4 separate regions of the Mus musculus genome follow, and regions 1, 2 and 4 are each linked to region 3. A link is a contact called in public Hi-C, HiChIP or PLAC-seq and capture Hi-C data. All regions are on one chromosome and are shown on one strand. Each heading gives the region's core, a stretch centred on a gene start, on an enhancer-like site or on the middle of the called end of the contact. The rest is flanking DNA. Distances are from core to core; before and after follow the strand shown. Region 1 holds the start of Slc6a11 (solute carrier family 6 (neurotransmitter transporter, GABA), member 11). Region 2 overlaps Vgll4 (vestigial like family member 4). Region 3 holds the start of Hrh1 (histamine receptor H1). Region 4 overlaps Atg7 (autophagy related 7).

Region 1 (3,711 bases), core at 822-3,321, 270 kb after region 3:
AGCCTGCGGACATGTTATTTTTAGAGGAACCCACAGCCCAGCTAGATTGAAGGCAGAAACTTATATGACAGAGTAAAAGGCGTCTGAGGCCTGACTCCAAATCTATTTGATTAAAAAGCTGAAGTGGTTCCCTTAAGAGCTTGTAATTCACCTTTGAGCCTCCGAGAATCCAACAGATGACGCTGGTGGGAATGCCAGCTGGCCGGTGTACCCACAAAGCTAGTACTGTAATTCTTAAAATAACTAACTTGACCATGCCGGGGGTGTCTGCATCGATGGAGGCTTTTGGCAAATCAAAGAGCAAACAACCAACAATGAGTCACGTTTCAACTTTACACACTACAACCTTAAAAACAATTTGTAACAAGGCTTCTGATTTACCCAATTTATCTCCATTTTCTACTTTTGCCAAATGCGTCTTATTTAGGCCTAACATTTCCCAGATGAATAAAGATGTTAAAATAGTTTCTGCCCCAAACTATCCTAAAGGTACAGCTTTTCCTAAGCACACATGGTAGCTTCTGAAGGCTCCGTCTGCACAGTGAGGCAGGGCCTGCCTGAGGGCACAGGGTGCATTTTGGGTCTTCAAGTCTGCAGCCAGCTGTCTCCCCTTGCCAAGCCACGGACACCACTGGCCACTTCATTACCAGTGCAGGACAGGCCTGGAGCAGCCTGTGCCTTCAGGGTGAATGTCCCCAAAGAAAGGGCCTGAGCCAGGCAGTGTGGTTCGCAGGCCCCTTAGCTGTTTGTACAGGAAGCCCTGCACTGTCCCTGCCAACCAACTTCTCTATCACCTTTTTAGGGTTTGAGATTTTTTTCTTGAAGATTAGGGGTAGGACAGGGAGGAGAAAAAACGCCAACACAGGTCTTTTCTGAGAGGAACTGTGCCACCACAGGCTTTAATGGGACCCCTCGCCACTCTGCCATCCTACTGTGATAGGAAGGGTGTGGAAGTTTGAGGGGGATGTGGGGGTGTTGGGTACCACTCTGAGATGGGGACCACAGCTTCATTTCTTCCTAATGGCACTCTGTGATGCTGTCGTTGGAAGGGATGCTGGTCTTCCCCGTCTCACACACATCAGCGTGGTTGCAGTTGTTGTGGGTGAGTCTGAGCCCAGTAAAAGAAACTGCTTGGTGCCAGTTTTTCCTCCAGAGAGGCCTAAAATACTTTCCCTAGAAAGGGCCTACTACAGAGGGGAGCAAGTGGCAAATGGCCGTCCAAAAGTTCTCCCCCGGGGGTCAGCCTGATCCTGCACAGAAAGCTTTTAGAGTCTGAATCTCACTCTCAGCAGTAGTAAAACAGAGAGTTTCTTAGATGCTTAGTACCATCGTCGTTGAGATCCATAACAGCATTCCCTTCCAAGGTGACTGACTGTGAGACGATTTAAAAATTTACAAGACATGGCTAACGCTGGGCCCCTATTCCTGGCACTTCGGCGACCTCTCTAAAAGATTGCTCAGATCAGTCTCTTCCTGTGAGGACAGGGAACATCCGAGGCTAAATAACAGGTTTCTGCCTAAAATACCAGTGAGAGTGGCCTGAAAGCAGAGCTCCTGGGCCAGGTCTGTCCCTCACGCAGGTGACAGACGCTGCTCTGGGCCCGGTGGCAGGTGGCAGATGGTGGTGCGCTCAGGTGCGAAGCGGGCTCTGTGCACGCAGGCGCAGAGAAACAGGTGGGCCCCGTGCAGTCCCACAGCTCCTGGGGACTGGGAGGGGGGATCGGGGCCATGCACGAGAGGTGTCACCCCACCCCAGGTGTCGCCCCGCGTCCCCGCCATCCCCGCCGCGCTCACCTCCGCCGTTTTTGTAGCACAGGTAGGGAAAGCGCCACACGTTGCCCAGTCCGATGATCTCTCCAGCTACGCTCAACACGAACTCCACCTTGTTGTTCCAGTGGCCGCGCTCGTGGACAGCCTTGTCGCGCGCCTCGCGCGTCCCCGCCGCGCCCCCGCCGCCGCCGCCCAGCGTCTCGGACCCCCGCGCCTCCTCGGCCGCTTTCCCGTTGCCCAGGGGCAGCGCTTGCTCCGCAGTCATGGCCGCCCTGCCGCCTCGTGCGCCGGCCCCGGCTCTGCGCCGCCGCCCCGGGCGCCCGGGCTTTTGAGAGGCTCGAGCGGCGGGCGGGGGAGCCGGGGGTGGAGCCGAGGGAGCCGCCCGGGTCGGACCGCACGGGACGGGGACACGATGCCCAGGCCACCTCCTGCCCGCTTGAATCCCGGGATGGTAGGGGCGCTGCAAGTCCAGTGACTTGACCTTGTGCGCCCAGCGCCTCCCTTAATACCTTGACCTTGCGCCCACCTGGCTAACTCAGGGCACAGGGTTTGCCCTGCAGCCTGACTCGCTGGCTTCTGAGTGCAGGTAACAGCAGAGTTGTTATCCAGGCCCAAGTGGGCTATGAGTGCTGCACCTGAACTTCTATCCCCTCTCTGTGACCTTTCAAAGCTTGGGCCTCAGTTTTCCCATCTCTACTCAGAGGTAGATGGGCAGCTCTAACTTTTGAAGGGCGAACAGTTGTGTGTGTAGGGTTCAGTTGCAGGGGCCTGGTGAGAATACGGCCGGGGCATGAGATGCAAAGTCCTTTTGAAGCTCCCTGGTGATGGTAGCTGAGCTGTAGCCCCAACCCCATGCCCAGTACCCTCTACCCTGGAGGTCTCATTCCCCCCTCCCCCTCGTGGCCCCACTCTACACACATATGAGTCTCAACAGTGTGGCATTGAGTACGGACATCCAGCGGCAGGAGCAGGCAAGTCTAAGCTGAGTATCCTGCTTCACCTACGTGAGCTGTGTGACTTTGGCCAGGCTCCTGAGACTGCAGTTTCTCAGTTTGCTGTTCTGCAAAAGATGCTTCCAATATCACCTTCTTAGGTTTGTACTGCTTGCTTATTGTTTTGTTTGGGTGAAAGGATAAATGACAAGATGCTGATAAACAGTCTTCCTACAGTAGAGACAGTCAATGACCATGCACCATGCAGTATGCAGACATGCATGTCCACGTCTGGCTCAATACGTCCCTCCTCTCGGTTGTACAAACAGCATACAATGTCCTACAATAATGGCAGAGAACTTGGCGAAATATGCTATATAACATGTACTTAGAAAGTATTTGTAGATAATAAGGTCAAGGATATAGCTAAGTAAAAAGTCCTTGCTGATGATGTGTCGAGCCTTGGATTTCATGCCCAGGACCGAGCTGAAGTCAAGGGTATGGATAGAGATAGAGTCAGGGGTATAGGTAGAGAAGGAGTTGTTTTGGGTCGGATGACACTTGTGAGTTGACAGCTGGCCCTACCTGTGGTGCCCCTGGTGGAGGAAACTTTAAGAGGCAGAGCCTTAAAGGAGGGTCTTCAGGTTATTGCGGGCATGGGTTGGCCAGGAATATGGGAGCCCACCATCCTCAGGTTGGTCTCTTCTGCCATCCTGAGGTAAGCCTTCACTGTCCCATGACACACTTCTGCCTGAGTCCAAACTCAGGGCCTCTAGGAGGCAGTGCCAGATCCACACTGTACACTGCTTCTCGGAGCTATGTGCTGCCGCACTGAAAAGCTGACTGACCGACAGATGGAGGAAGGAGAGGCTGATGTCACGGTGGGTGTGGGCAGGTCCATGCTTCTTACATAGCCCTGGAGCAGACTCCTTGGGTTGCCTGGGTCCCTCTGGTCCCAGGGCTCCTGGGTCCCTGCCCTGTGACCCTTAGACACAACCTAGATGCCCTT
Region 2 (3,615 bases), core at 748-3,247, 490 kb before region 3:
CCATCTGTAATAGCATCTGATTCCTTCTTCTGGTGTGTACAAAGACAGAATACACATACATACATACATACATTCCTACATATCTATTCTAATGACGGGCACATGGCACACACTGAGTGACTTCTGTGTGCTTCTGTGTTGGGTTGTGGGACACCTCTACCCAGGTAGGCCTCAGGTGCAGTGGGATCCCATTTTGACCACTGGGATGTGTGTGAAATATCCACTCTAGCCTCTGAGCAGGCAAAGCCCAGGGGCTCCTGCTGAGGCCAACGCCTCGTTGAGCCCCTTGTCACCCCTGTGAGCTGCTGTCCTGGTGTGTTCTTGTGACCAGAGCTCGCACACTTTGTAGTCTGAGGGTCTTTTGTCTCTTTTTCTCTCTGCTTCCCTTGGGATCCACTGGGTGTTTACTCTTCTCTCCATGGGGTGAGTGGAGAACGTGTGAACCCCAAGCTGGGACCGTTGGTGTGAGAGAAGGTTGGAGAAAGCGTTTGAAGGACCCCGCGTCTAAGGGAGAAGCAGATCACTGGCAAGAATGGTGTTCGTGCTTCTCTGTGGGTTTGCTTAATGGGGCAGGGGAGCCGTGGCACCCTCTGCTTCGCAGAGCCATGGTTCTGACTGTCCCACATAGGCTCACTGTGTACCCTGACTTGTTCCCTGAGGCGACCCTGCTTCTTGTTTTCCTGAGTCCCTTTGGTCCCGTTGTGTGTGACCAACATTAAGACCGAGCTGAGCGGAGATTGAGCAGTTGGGCACATGTTGCTTCCTTAACTTTGCTCAACTGAGATTGGAAGTCAGGGAGCCTTCCCAGGGCAGCTTGTCGGCTGAGGTGTTCTGCAGAGGTTGTGGACATCCTGTCACTTAGCGTGAGGCCGCTGCTAGAGAGGGCTTCTCTGTGACAGCAGCCATTGAGTGCGCTGGGTACCAGCCGTGTGCCGAATCATGGGCATGACCTTGTGTCCTCTTGTTCTGGGACATCCATGTTCCTGCTCTCCCCCTTTTAAGACAGCAGCATGGGACCTCTGTAACCCTGTGAGGGTCCACCTCTGGAGCAGCGTGGGACCTCTGTAACCCTGTGAGGGTCCACCTCTGGAGTAGCATGGGACCTCTGTAACCCTGTGAGGGTCCACCTCTGGAGCAGCATGGGACCTCTGTAACCCTGTGAGGGTCCACCTCTGGAGCAGCATGGGACCTCTGTAACTCTATGAGGGTCCACCTCTGGCTGGTGATAGCCACGGCAGGCTTTCCCACCTTCCACCCCCAGCAGCTGCCTCACAGTGGCAGCTATGGCACATGCCTGAGTCTTAGCTCTGTCACGAGACTTTATTGTTGTACCTTTTGGACAGATTGACGTTTCAGGACAATCAAAATGTAATTGCTGGTACTTTGGGGTGGGGGTTACAGCTGCTCATGATGGCCCCACCCACAATGGCTGGCCCCTCCCATATCAGTCACTAATGAAGAACATGTCCTACAGGCTTGTGTAGAGTGTGATCTGGAGGCATTTTCTTAATTAATTAGGGTTCCCTCTTCTCAGATGGCTCTAGGGTGTGTCAAGTTGACATAAAACCAGCGCACACACACACACACACACACACACACACTTTTTTTTTTTTTTTTTTTTTTTTGAGGCAGAGTCTCTCCCTGAACCCGGAGCTCACCAGTCATCCCAGTATCCCTGGAGGTATTCTGGTGTTTAAGGAACTGTTTTACAGCCAAGATCTTAGTTCCCCTGAGCAGAAACTCAAAAATCAAGCTACTGCTAAGCTGGGATCTTCTTTCCTTCTTTCTGGCTTACACGTGATTGACTTGCCAGCAGAAATTAGAAGAGAGCCTATGTCTGTAAAGAAAAGCTTCTTGACAGAGCAGTGTGAGCTCGGAGCTGGCTTGCCTGCGGTTAACTGTGCCTTTCACACTTTAGTAAGAGCTGGGGAACTAGCCTGCGCTGTGCTGGACAGACAGCTGATTTTTAGCAGTGGCCTGGGTGGTTGTGGCCACACCTCCTGGGTTCTGTCGACAGCCTCTGCTAATGAAGTGTGGTACCTTTAAGTAAAGGTCACAGGCCTGACCTGGGCTGTGTGGGTTTCTTGTTTGTGAGGCTGGAGGCATTTTCTCATTTTCACAGTTGAGCTGAAAACAAAGGCCGCCTTATCCTTGCAGGGAGCTGCTCTCAGAGAGCTGACGTCAGCCTTTTCCTGGCCGGCCTCGCCTCTGCCTTAAGAGTCTCTGCAGAGAGCTGCTCAGGCAGGCCACCATCTTGCTCCTGGCATTTTTCTGGCTGAATAACGAATAACACATGAAATGAAGAAATGCCAAGGGTGTCAGGAGCCAGGGGACAGAACAAAAGCACTGTCAACCAAGTGCAATCCTGGCTGTGTGGGGACTCGCCAGCTTTGTGGCTGTAATCGGTCCTGGGGGTTACAGAAGTGGGTCAGAACTTTGGGGAAGGGAGGCTTACCAGGAGCGAGAGTGTGTGCAGGGTCGTGTTCTAAAGGGTCACACCGAAATCAGCAAAGCAGGAGTGACTGATGCGTTACATCAAAGATATTTATTCAAAATTAGAAGGTCCCCTGCCCAGGCCCCAAGGCGTTCAGCTGGGGACAGAGAGTGCAGCTGTTTGGACTACAGATGGTTAATCTGGGCATTGCCTAGTTCATAGAACTCTTCTTGCTGGAACACAAAGCCAGCCTGTCCTGAAATAAAGTGCTGTTCTCTTAGGTCTCTGAAAGATCCAACTGAGGAAAGAGGAAAGATAGAGACACTGCTGAGGGGTTGGCCAGGGTGTGGGTTGATGGCGCCTCCCCTCCTCCGAGATCTCCTACTCCCTACTCGCTGGGCCTCACTGCAGGAGGAGGCAGGAGCAGCTCTGGTGTTTACACTTGACCAGCACGGCACTTGTCTCTTGCTTTGCTGTGTTGTTCGGTCGAAACACTTTTTATTTTTATAATATCTCCCGAGCATACTCAAAGAGCTTAAAGCTGTCCTGGGGTCTGGTGACAGAGACAAGCCTGCCCACAGGAGGGTCTGAATTCTGGAGCCTCAGCTCCCTGGCTGGCAGAGAAGCCCGGCCTCTGCTGTTCCTGCTGATTGGCTTCTTGTTGCCTCCCTTGAGGAGTCCTAAGAGATGGCCCGAGGATGCCAGGCCCAGTGGTACATACCCTATGACCCAGCACGTGGGATGCTGAAACAGGGGATTGGAGAGTCCATGGCCAGGCTGGGCTACATAGCAGTGGTCTCCAGCAAAGGAAGGGAGGGTGGGAGCTCATGGATGGTCACAGGAACAGTTTCAGCACTGAGTGTCGTGGGAGTCCGTTGGCTCTCATTAGATCAGCAAGTCAGGGGCTCAGCCACTGCTGAGGTTGTCTGAGGAGCTGCTGGGTGTACATGGCGGAATGTCTATGCAAATTTCCAGGTTCTGGGTCAGACATAGTTTTCAGCCCAGAGTTTCTCCAAGGGAAAGAGCTCTGGGGCCTGTGGTAGTCTGGCTTGTGGTCCTTCACAATCCACGAGTTGAAGCCCCTCTCCTCCAGTGCGAAGGTCTTTGGAGTTCTTAAGGTTAGATGAGGTTAGGAGGTGAGCCCTGCTCATGTGGGGTTAATGCCCTGGGAAGAAGAGACC
Region 3 (3,713 bases), core at 588-3,087:
GTTCCTTGACTATAGAAAGGAGTGTAGGCAGGAGAGTTCACTCACAAATGCCTCCCCACAACCCTCAGCTCAGGGCTGGGGACCCCGTGCAGGCCACGACTGCCCAGTGTTGGGGGAGGGGTGCTAGGATCGTGGCAGGCAGCACGGCTCTGAAATCATAAATGGGGAATACCCAGGTTTTGCGGGTCTTTGACATATTTCAAAACAGCATCAGTCAAACCCTGTCTTCCACCAGGAGCAACGTTCTGGGGGCAGCTAGGTGGCCCTGATGGAAGGTCCAGCAAGTCCTGAGATACAGCAGGGTATCAACATGGGCGGAGCAGGGATTCCTAGAAAGCTACTCAATGACAGCAACCCACCCAGAGCCCCATCGGAGGCAGAAGCAGGGATGCTGCGGACCCTGTTGCCTAGCATCCCTCTATTGTTTGTCTCCACCGCTGCCAGCCACAGCACAGAAGGACCTGAGGTTCCATCCGCCTCTTGAGTCTCACTGATAATTTAAGATACAGGCAAGATTGGTTGGTACTCAATCCACTCCACCACGGACCAGCTGGGCAACTCTAAGCAATCTATTGAACCTCTCTGAGTGTCCACCTATCGCTCAATAACGGTACCTTGCATGGCTGCTGTATAAACTATGTTAATCCATAACCATCTCATAACCATGGGGGGGGGGGCTCTTTCTCTGTCTCCAAGGATTGCCGGTGGCCTTCAGGCCCCCAAGAGTGTCGGATCTCCACCTACTCTCTCCTTTTTGTTCCAGTAACACACTTCACCCCTGGTTCAGGGTCCTGCCCTTCCTCCTCCCCACCCCCCACCCCCCAATAACAGAACGCGCTCTCAGAGCAGTCAGCCTGGGGATCTTCCAGTTCCCTCAGCTCCATTCCGTCTGGAGGTGGGAGCCCCCTGTCGGAGGAGAGCCACCCTGCCTGGAGCAACCCTGTGTCTCCATCGCCCAGGCTAGCAAGCGCCTCAAAGGTGGCTTCTGTAAAGATCAGTTGTGCTCTGATTCAAGACTCTAACTTTCAGAGCAACACGGCGTAAATTGCAGAATTTGGTATCCCCTAACGCTCTCTGGGAAAAGGCAGCCCTCAAGGATCTTCTCTGCCATCAGAACACACCCTGGCCACAGTATCAAGTCTTCTGGCTCGGCCAGGAAACGACGATAAAGCCGGCTAGGAAAGGAGGGAGCGCTGGCTCAGACGCTTCTCATACCCAGACACCTGGTTTGGGTTCCACCTAGCTAAGAAGCTTGGATTCATCCAATTCAGTCTCAAGGCTGTTCTCTAAGAGACAACTTTCCCTCCCCAAGCCTCAGTTTCCTCCTCTGTAAAGTGGGTATACTAGTAGTACCTGGGTCCCGGAGATTCAGAAGGATTTGAGATAGTGGATGTCCGGAGCTTGGCACGGAGATCGCACCTCAACCCAGAGTCTGCGTCCACGGTTAGCATCAAAGCCAAACCCTGAGGAATCTCGGGGAGCCGTTGAGGAGGCCCCCTGGCCCAGAAATCGGAGGCGGACTCTAACCGGTGAGCCCGGCCCCAGCTCCGGGAAGCCACAGGTGTTTGTGCTTACGGGCATAGCAGCCACAGCTCCGATACCCTGCCCAGGCCGCTAGAGCATCCGGCGCGCCCACCTCGTGCGGCCACCTGCGGGATGTCCCCACCGCCCTGCGGGGGCGCGGAACTCAGAGCTGGGCGTGCGCGCATCCTTGCCCTCCTCCCGCCGCCCGCCACCGGGTTCCCGCCCCTGCCCGCGCTGCGCTCCGACTCACCCGCGCCAGCTCCGGGGAAAGTTTGGCGGCGGCGGCCAGACTGCTCGGTGCGGTGGCGGAGGCGGCCGCGGGGGTGGCGGGAGCACGCGGAGGCGGCCTCGGGGGAGGAGCCGCTGAGAGGCCCGCCCACCAGCAGCCCCAGGGCACCCTCCCCCGCCCATCTTCTACCGCCGCGCCCCGCATCTGTGGCGGAGCCCTGAGCTTGGCAAGAAGCCAAGGATGGATCGGAAGCCTGGCGACAGCCCTCCGACACTGCCACCGCATGCTAACCCGGGGACACGCAGAGCCACAGACCAGACCTCAGATAAGGAGGAGCTGACAGGATTCTTCGCAAATTCAACCGCAGGTGGACCAAGGGACTAGTTGGGTTTTTGTTTTGTTTTGTTTTGTTTTGTTTGGGTTTTGTTTTGGTTTTTTGTTTTTTAAATTAGTGACACTGATTGATCCGGATCACCAAGACTCGGGAGGTTTAGAACCGCACAACCACTGTTTCTCTAGATCCTGAAGAATGAATGCGCTCTCGCCCTCTCCCTCCCTCTTTCCCTCCTTCCCTCCTGTCCTCATCCTGCAAGTGCTATGCTGAAACTCAGGGCCTTGCGCTGAGCTATCCCGACCTTGTTCAACTCTCACTGTACCATTACACTTAGGAACCTGTGCCGGCTAAGAGGAGAAGGCGAGAGTGTGTTTTTGTGTGTGTGTGTGTGTGTGTGTGTGTGTGTGTGTGTGTGTTGGGGAAACTTAAGGAACTGTTTTTTTGTTTTTTGGGTTTTGTTTTTCTGAGCTAGGAGAGGGCGTTTCTCCTTCTTTGCTAGGGAAAACCCTTTTAACATTCAATTGTGGCTTCAGATGGCAACAGTCAGGGAAGGGAGAACAACTGAGGAAGGGAAGTGGCTCCTCTTTGCTATGACACCGTGCCCCCTAGAAGGGGCTCATCCTCCCGCAGTGGTATGTAGTTGTGGGAATGCAGGCCCAGCCCTGTGTGGCTCAGTTCCAGACTTGTATGGATGTCTTAGTCCCCTCCTCGTAGCCCTGATTTAAATCTCAAACTACACCAGAAAAAAGAAGCAGTCATCAGCCCTATTTATAGATGATGGGCAGGTTTTGTAGCTTCTACCATGTCCTCACCGAGAACTGCACTTCTAGCCTACCCAGCCCAAGTCCAAAGGCCAAAGTTTTTAACACAGAGGGGCGGAGGACAAGTTAATGATGTCTTTTACACAAAGGGCTTACTTGGTAAGCACCTCGATATAGCCCTTGACCTTGAGCCTGTCTGTGCCTGCCTGGAAGGTGGGACTCCAGACTCATTTGAAATGCCCTTAGGAACCCAGGCAACAGGTGGCTGAATTCAGGTCAGCTGGCAGACCTGGGTGCCAACCCTGCCAGACCCTGACCCTCTTTGACCTGTACCTCCAGAGACCAAGGAGCCCAGGAATCCACAGCACGTTCTACTTCCAGTTGCTACTCTAGGGCCTCCATATTTACACTTTGTGGGACTAATGCACTGTTTGGAACTGAAGGAGTGACCAGGATCGCACCTGTTATAAACTGTAAGGCAAGATATTTCCTCTTCACAGCTGTGGAGTTTACAGGAGTTGGGGCGTATGGCAGAGAGCCTTGGAAATCATCTCTCTTCTTCCTGAAAGTCAGCAGCGCCCGATAACTTGGAATTCTGCTTGAGAAGGTTTCACTTCCTAAGGCCTATTATGGTCTTGTTCTACCCATGGGATTTTTAGAAAAATCAGCATTTTAGAAACAGTGTATCAGGCATTATTTGAAGCTTCTGTTGTTTTTTGGGTTTTGTGTTTTGTTTATTTTGTTGTCATTTTGTGACTGACAGAGCATAGGGTAACCTGGGCCATGTCTAGCTGAAGTCAGCCAACTACCAAGAGGTAGGTAGCAAGTGAAAAAACAAGGCTAGTCCTCTTGTCCTCCTGTCCTC
Region 4 (3,689 bases), core at 378-2,877, 320 kb before region 3:
CAGAGCTCTCTGCTTCCTGACTGTGGACACAATGGCATTCGGTCTCATGCTCCTGTTGCCACACCTTCTCTGTGCTGGCCTATGAGCTAGAACAAATCCTTCTCTTAACTTGTCTCTGGCAGATATTTTGTCATCAAGATGAAAAAGTCACAAATCCAACAACCTGACTTCCTTTCTTGCCTCTCGCATTTCCCCTGTGTGTGATGCACATGTATGGATGGAGGTCACACCAAACACACACACACACACACACACACACACACGCACGCACGCACGCACGCACGCACGCACGCACGCACGCACGCACGCACGCACACACACACACACACACACACACACACACCATGTAAGACTCTGAGTATGTACAGAGGCAGGACTTCTCACCAGGACCCAAGGCTCTTCGGTGAGGCTGGTCTAACTGGCCAAATGCTCCAAGAGTCTCCTGCCTCTTCCTCTCAAGTGCCAATGCTGGGGTCACAGGCGGGCTGCCATGCTCACCCTGCACTTACATGGGAACTAGGAACATGAAGTGCGGTCCTGGAGCTTGTGTAACAAGTGCTTTATCCACTGAGTCACCCCATCCCACTCTCACATTTGAGTCAGGGCCTTACTATGTGCCCCAGAGAACCTTGAACTCTCAACTCACCTGTCCCCACCTCTAACTGCTGGGACTACAAGCTGTGACATCATGTCTGGTTATTATGGTCTGAATAAAAGATCCAGGTGGGTGGGATATCAATTAATTGCTGAGAACTACAATGAAAAAGTTTTCTGCCAAAGTCCCCTAACCGAAGGGCACATACTATAGGACTCCGTTTTCTCTAAGTTCCAAGTGTGACAAAAGCTTCCGTGAGTCGGGAAGAGCTCACCCGTCTGTTGGAAGGGCCATCAGGAGAAGCACACAAACACACATTTGTGCGCGCGCGCGTTGTGTTCACTTTGTGAGTGCTTGGATCATTCATTTAGTGACTTGGGACATTATCTGTATGTGATTCATACATCAACATAATACATTTTTTGAGAAAGAAACCCCCTCTTCATACACAAAGCAGCTTTACTTGCTGCCTGCTTGCAGTATCTATCCCCGTGGGTTGGGCCAGAGGCCAAAAATAAATAAATAAATAAATATAAGAAAAAAAAGTTTCAGCCCAAAGAGCCTGCTCTCGAAGCTAGTGGTTTTCCACGGTTTTCAAGGCTAGCACCAGATCTCTTCAGCTCTAACATTCAGCTGGGGACTAATCAAGGTTCTCACTGTTCCTAGACAATATCAGAACAGGCCAATTTGCCTGGGCACTCATATGGAGGGACAGAGCAGGCCAGTGGCCTCCCAGGACCCACTCACAGGACAGCAAAGAAGTCAGGGAATGCTCTCCACCACTCACACTGGTGTTGGGGGTGGGGTGAGGGCTTTCCAGGCACCACACTCCACAGGGAGAGATTAATAAACGCTCTCCTTGGGGCACTGAGAAAATGAGCCAGAACTTTACAGGTCATTCTTTACAAGCAAAATACACAAAGGGACTTAGCCAGCTCCCCTCCAACAGGAAACCATTTGTCTCTGGAGGAGGGAGAAGAGAAGAGGAGAAGGAGGGGGTTGGAAGAGGGAGAGGAGGGGGAGGGAGGCAGAGGAGGGGAGGAGGGGAGAAGGATGCTGAATCTGCCACCAGGAGATGATGTCCCCTAATCAGAGCACAGTCGTATAAATGGTCCCCTCTACTTGAGAAAAAGAAAAAAACCAAAAAACAAAAAACATTTGTTTAAATGGGGACTGAGCATTTCTGATTAATTCTAAAGTTCTTTCTCTTCTTTCTGTTTTAGAATGTTGCTAAAAATAAAGGCTCAAAACTTGAAATAAGTAAGCCACACACACACACACACACACACACACACACACACACACACACACACACACACTTTACCATATACGGTGGCATTATTCTTCAGCTTTTGAAAAGGCCAAATGAAGAGATGGCCAACAACCAAAATAACCCTTCAGATAACTGCAAAGGACGAGAAAGCTGGAAAGCTTGGTGAATGGCAGGCAACTGCCAGGCTCGCTTGTTGGGGATGAATTCCCATTGAGGGATGAGTTGCCATAGCACTTAGGAAACATAGGCACACACATCTGACACGGCCACCTGTCTAGGGAGGGTGTTTTGGCCCCTGGCCTCAGCACTAAGAAAGCAACAGAGGCTGCAATTTAACTTAAAGGAAGAAACCAGTGCAGGGGCATGTCGGGAATTTTAATTAAGGCCCTCCTCAGCATGAAGTCTGTAAGAGAGATGAGGAGAAGGAAGGACAGGGCAGGAAGAAAGGCAGGATGACCTGGAGGAGATGGGAAGGAGAGCAGCCCAAGCTAGCCTGAAGGTCCGCAGCCTTGTGTGTGGTGGGGGAGGGGTGGTTACCACATTGCCAGGGGCTGCTGGGAGTGTGTATGGGAAACGACTGACATGTTCAGGTCATACAAATGACACACCTGGGGTTTACGGAGGGAAGCCACCTTTTCTGGGGCTCTATGGTTTCCAACGCCAAGGCAGAGGTACCCCAGACCCTTGCTAGAGCCTACTTTGCTGACAGAAACAGGTTAAGAGACAGCAGGTATAAGGCAGGAGGTGGCACAGACGGAAGAGACTGCACAGAGGCAGGCTGAGGGGCCACTGTGACCAGGGCTCTCCAGCCACAGGAGCTCTAGAAGAACACCAGCCATGGTGCCAAGTCTGGGCTTGGATCACAGCTTCACCAGCTCTCTCCATGTTGGTGGGCTAGCCTTTCCTTCTACTCAACTGTCCTCACTGGAAAGCGCCAGGCACAGGGGCTGGGTGACTACTCAGTGGCTGGGCACATGCTTGGTATGCATGATGCTGGGTTTCATGCCAGCACCAAACAAATACATTGGTTGGGCAGGGACTACGGTGAAGGGACCCCTCCCAGCTATGGGGCGGAATGCACAGGACTGTGGAGAACAGCTCCCCAAACGTGACACTAAAGCAGCCCTTGTTACTCCAAAAGGCAGTGAGCAGACTGAGAGACCAGGACCTGTGGGCCTTATTCCATCTTCCCAGCCTCAGGCATGGACCCTGCAAGCAGTGGTGACATGGCTAACCATCTGCCCATGCTTGCCCAGAAAGGCTTTCTGCCCAGGTAGGGAGGGCACTGGGCACTGAAGGTTAGTCAGCTTATCCATACTCTGGGCTGTTGGGCTGGTATTTATGAGCCTGGTCTCCATGCCTACCAGGGAGCTCACTGTGATCTGTAAATGGGAAGATAAGGCCCTGAGTAGTTCTGAGACTGGGCCAAAGAAGGCTGTAAATGGCAGGGCTGAGACTGAAGCCGGCTGAACCACACATGGCCGTCCCAAGCCCTGTCCCTTCTTTTTCTTCTGCACGGCAGAGTCTAGTCAGCAGCTCCAATGCATCAAAGTGAGGCAGTGCCATGGGTTCATCTCTTCCCAGCAGTGTCCCCAGAAAACAACGCTCTCCGTGAGGCCCCACTGCAGCGGGTGTGCTGCTGGAAGAGTGTGCTGTCGAACCTTCCCCTCTATGAGAGGATGGGGCAGGACCACAGCTCATCTCCAAATCACTCACCTGGTGAGGCACAAGTCCCAGCGAGGTGGGAGGCTCATTCATGCGGTCATCACTGCTGCTGGCGATGGCGTAGCCCCTGCAAGAGGGAAGCAGAAGGGCTCTTAG

Evidence for each region. Hi-C and Micro-C count contacts between places; a contact is called where the count stands out from the background. HiChIP or PLAC-seq counts read pairs in DNA pulled down with a chosen protein or histone mark. Capture Hi-C pulls out chosen DNA fragments and counts their contacts.
Region 1: a contact with region 3 is called in a capture Hi-C map of macrophages, with 4 times the contacts expected there. The contact joins the promoter of Slc6a11 here to the promoter of Hrh1 in region 3. A contact is called at or near these places in 2 of 39 promoter capture datasets (cranial neural crest and embryonic stem cells), 1 of 115 datasets of contacts at active chromatin or transcription factors (stem cell-derived neural progenitor cells) and 3 of 9 other capture datasets (liver, macrophages and pancreatic islet).
Region 2: an H3K27ac HiChIP or PLAC-seq map of epiblast stem cells shows a contact between it and region 3, with 2.6 times the contacts expected there. The contact joins the enhancer-like site here to the promoter of Hrh1 in region 3. A contact is called at or near these places in 3 of 39 promoter capture datasets (the 3T3-L1 cell line, the SN4741 cell line and neural stem cells) and 3 of 115 datasets of contacts at active chromatin or transcription factors (embryonic forebrain, epiblast stem cells and pancreatic cancer cells).
Region 4: a Hi-C map of forebrain shows a contact between it and region 3, with 3 times the contacts expected there. The contact joins the enhancer-like site here to the promoter of Hrh1 in region 3. A contact is called at or near these places in 10 of 39 promoter capture datasets (the 3T3-L1 cell line, the HPC-7 cell line, cranial neural crest and 6 more), 1 of 15 datasets of contacts at CTCF or cohesin (large pre-B cells), 9 of 484 Hi-C or Micro-C datasets (the HPC-7 cell line, cardiomyocytes, cerebellar granule neurons and 6 more), 3 of 115 datasets of contacts at active chromatin or transcription factors (embryonic forebrain, embryonic stem cells and pancreatic cancer cells) and 1 of 9 other capture datasets (embryonic stem cells).

What each region holds. Positions count from the first base shown.
Region 1 is chr6:114,129,601-114,133,311 of GRCm38.p6, reverse strand. Slc6a11 (solute carrier family 6 (neurotransmitter transporter, GABA), member 11) reads right to left here and starts at 2,071. Exons shown (of 14, transcript NM_172890.3): 1 at 1,795-2,071. The coding sequence starts at 2,035.
Region 2 is chr6:114,881,958-114,885,572 of GRCm38.p6, reverse strand. The region is part of intron 2 of Vgll4 (vestigial like family member 4); the gene reads left to right. Among named protein-coding and RNA genes, the nearest start is that of Vgll4, 38 kb to the left of the region's middle. Within about 2 kb of position 1,997, at least 243 of the 459 cell types and tissues checked have an H3K27ac peak or open chromatin away from gene starts, as enhancers often do. A contact at or near this core is called in embryonic forebrain, epiblast stem cells and neural stem cells, where this site is marked.
Region 3 is chr6:114,396,060-114,399,772 of GRCm38.p6, reverse strand. Hrh1 (histamine receptor H1) reads right to left here and starts at 1,837. Exons shown (of 2, transcript NM_001317125.1): 1 at 1,775-1,837. It overlaps Gm38875 (a long non-coding RNA gene), which reads left to right and starts at 2,022. Exons shown (of 3, transcript XR_869365.2): 1 at 2,022-2,120.
Region 4 is chr6:114,713,264-114,716,952 of GRCm38.p6, reverse strand. It overlaps Atg7 (autophagy related 7), which reads right to left. Exons shown (of 19, transcript NM_028835.5): 16 at 3,585-3,660. Among named protein-coding and RNA genes, the nearest start is that of Gm52917, 19 kb to the left of the region's middle. Within about 2 kb of position 1,627, at least 42 of the 459 cell types and tissues checked have an H3K27ac peak or open chromatin away from gene starts, as enhancers often do. A contact at or near this core is called in embryonic forebrain and forebrain, where this site is marked.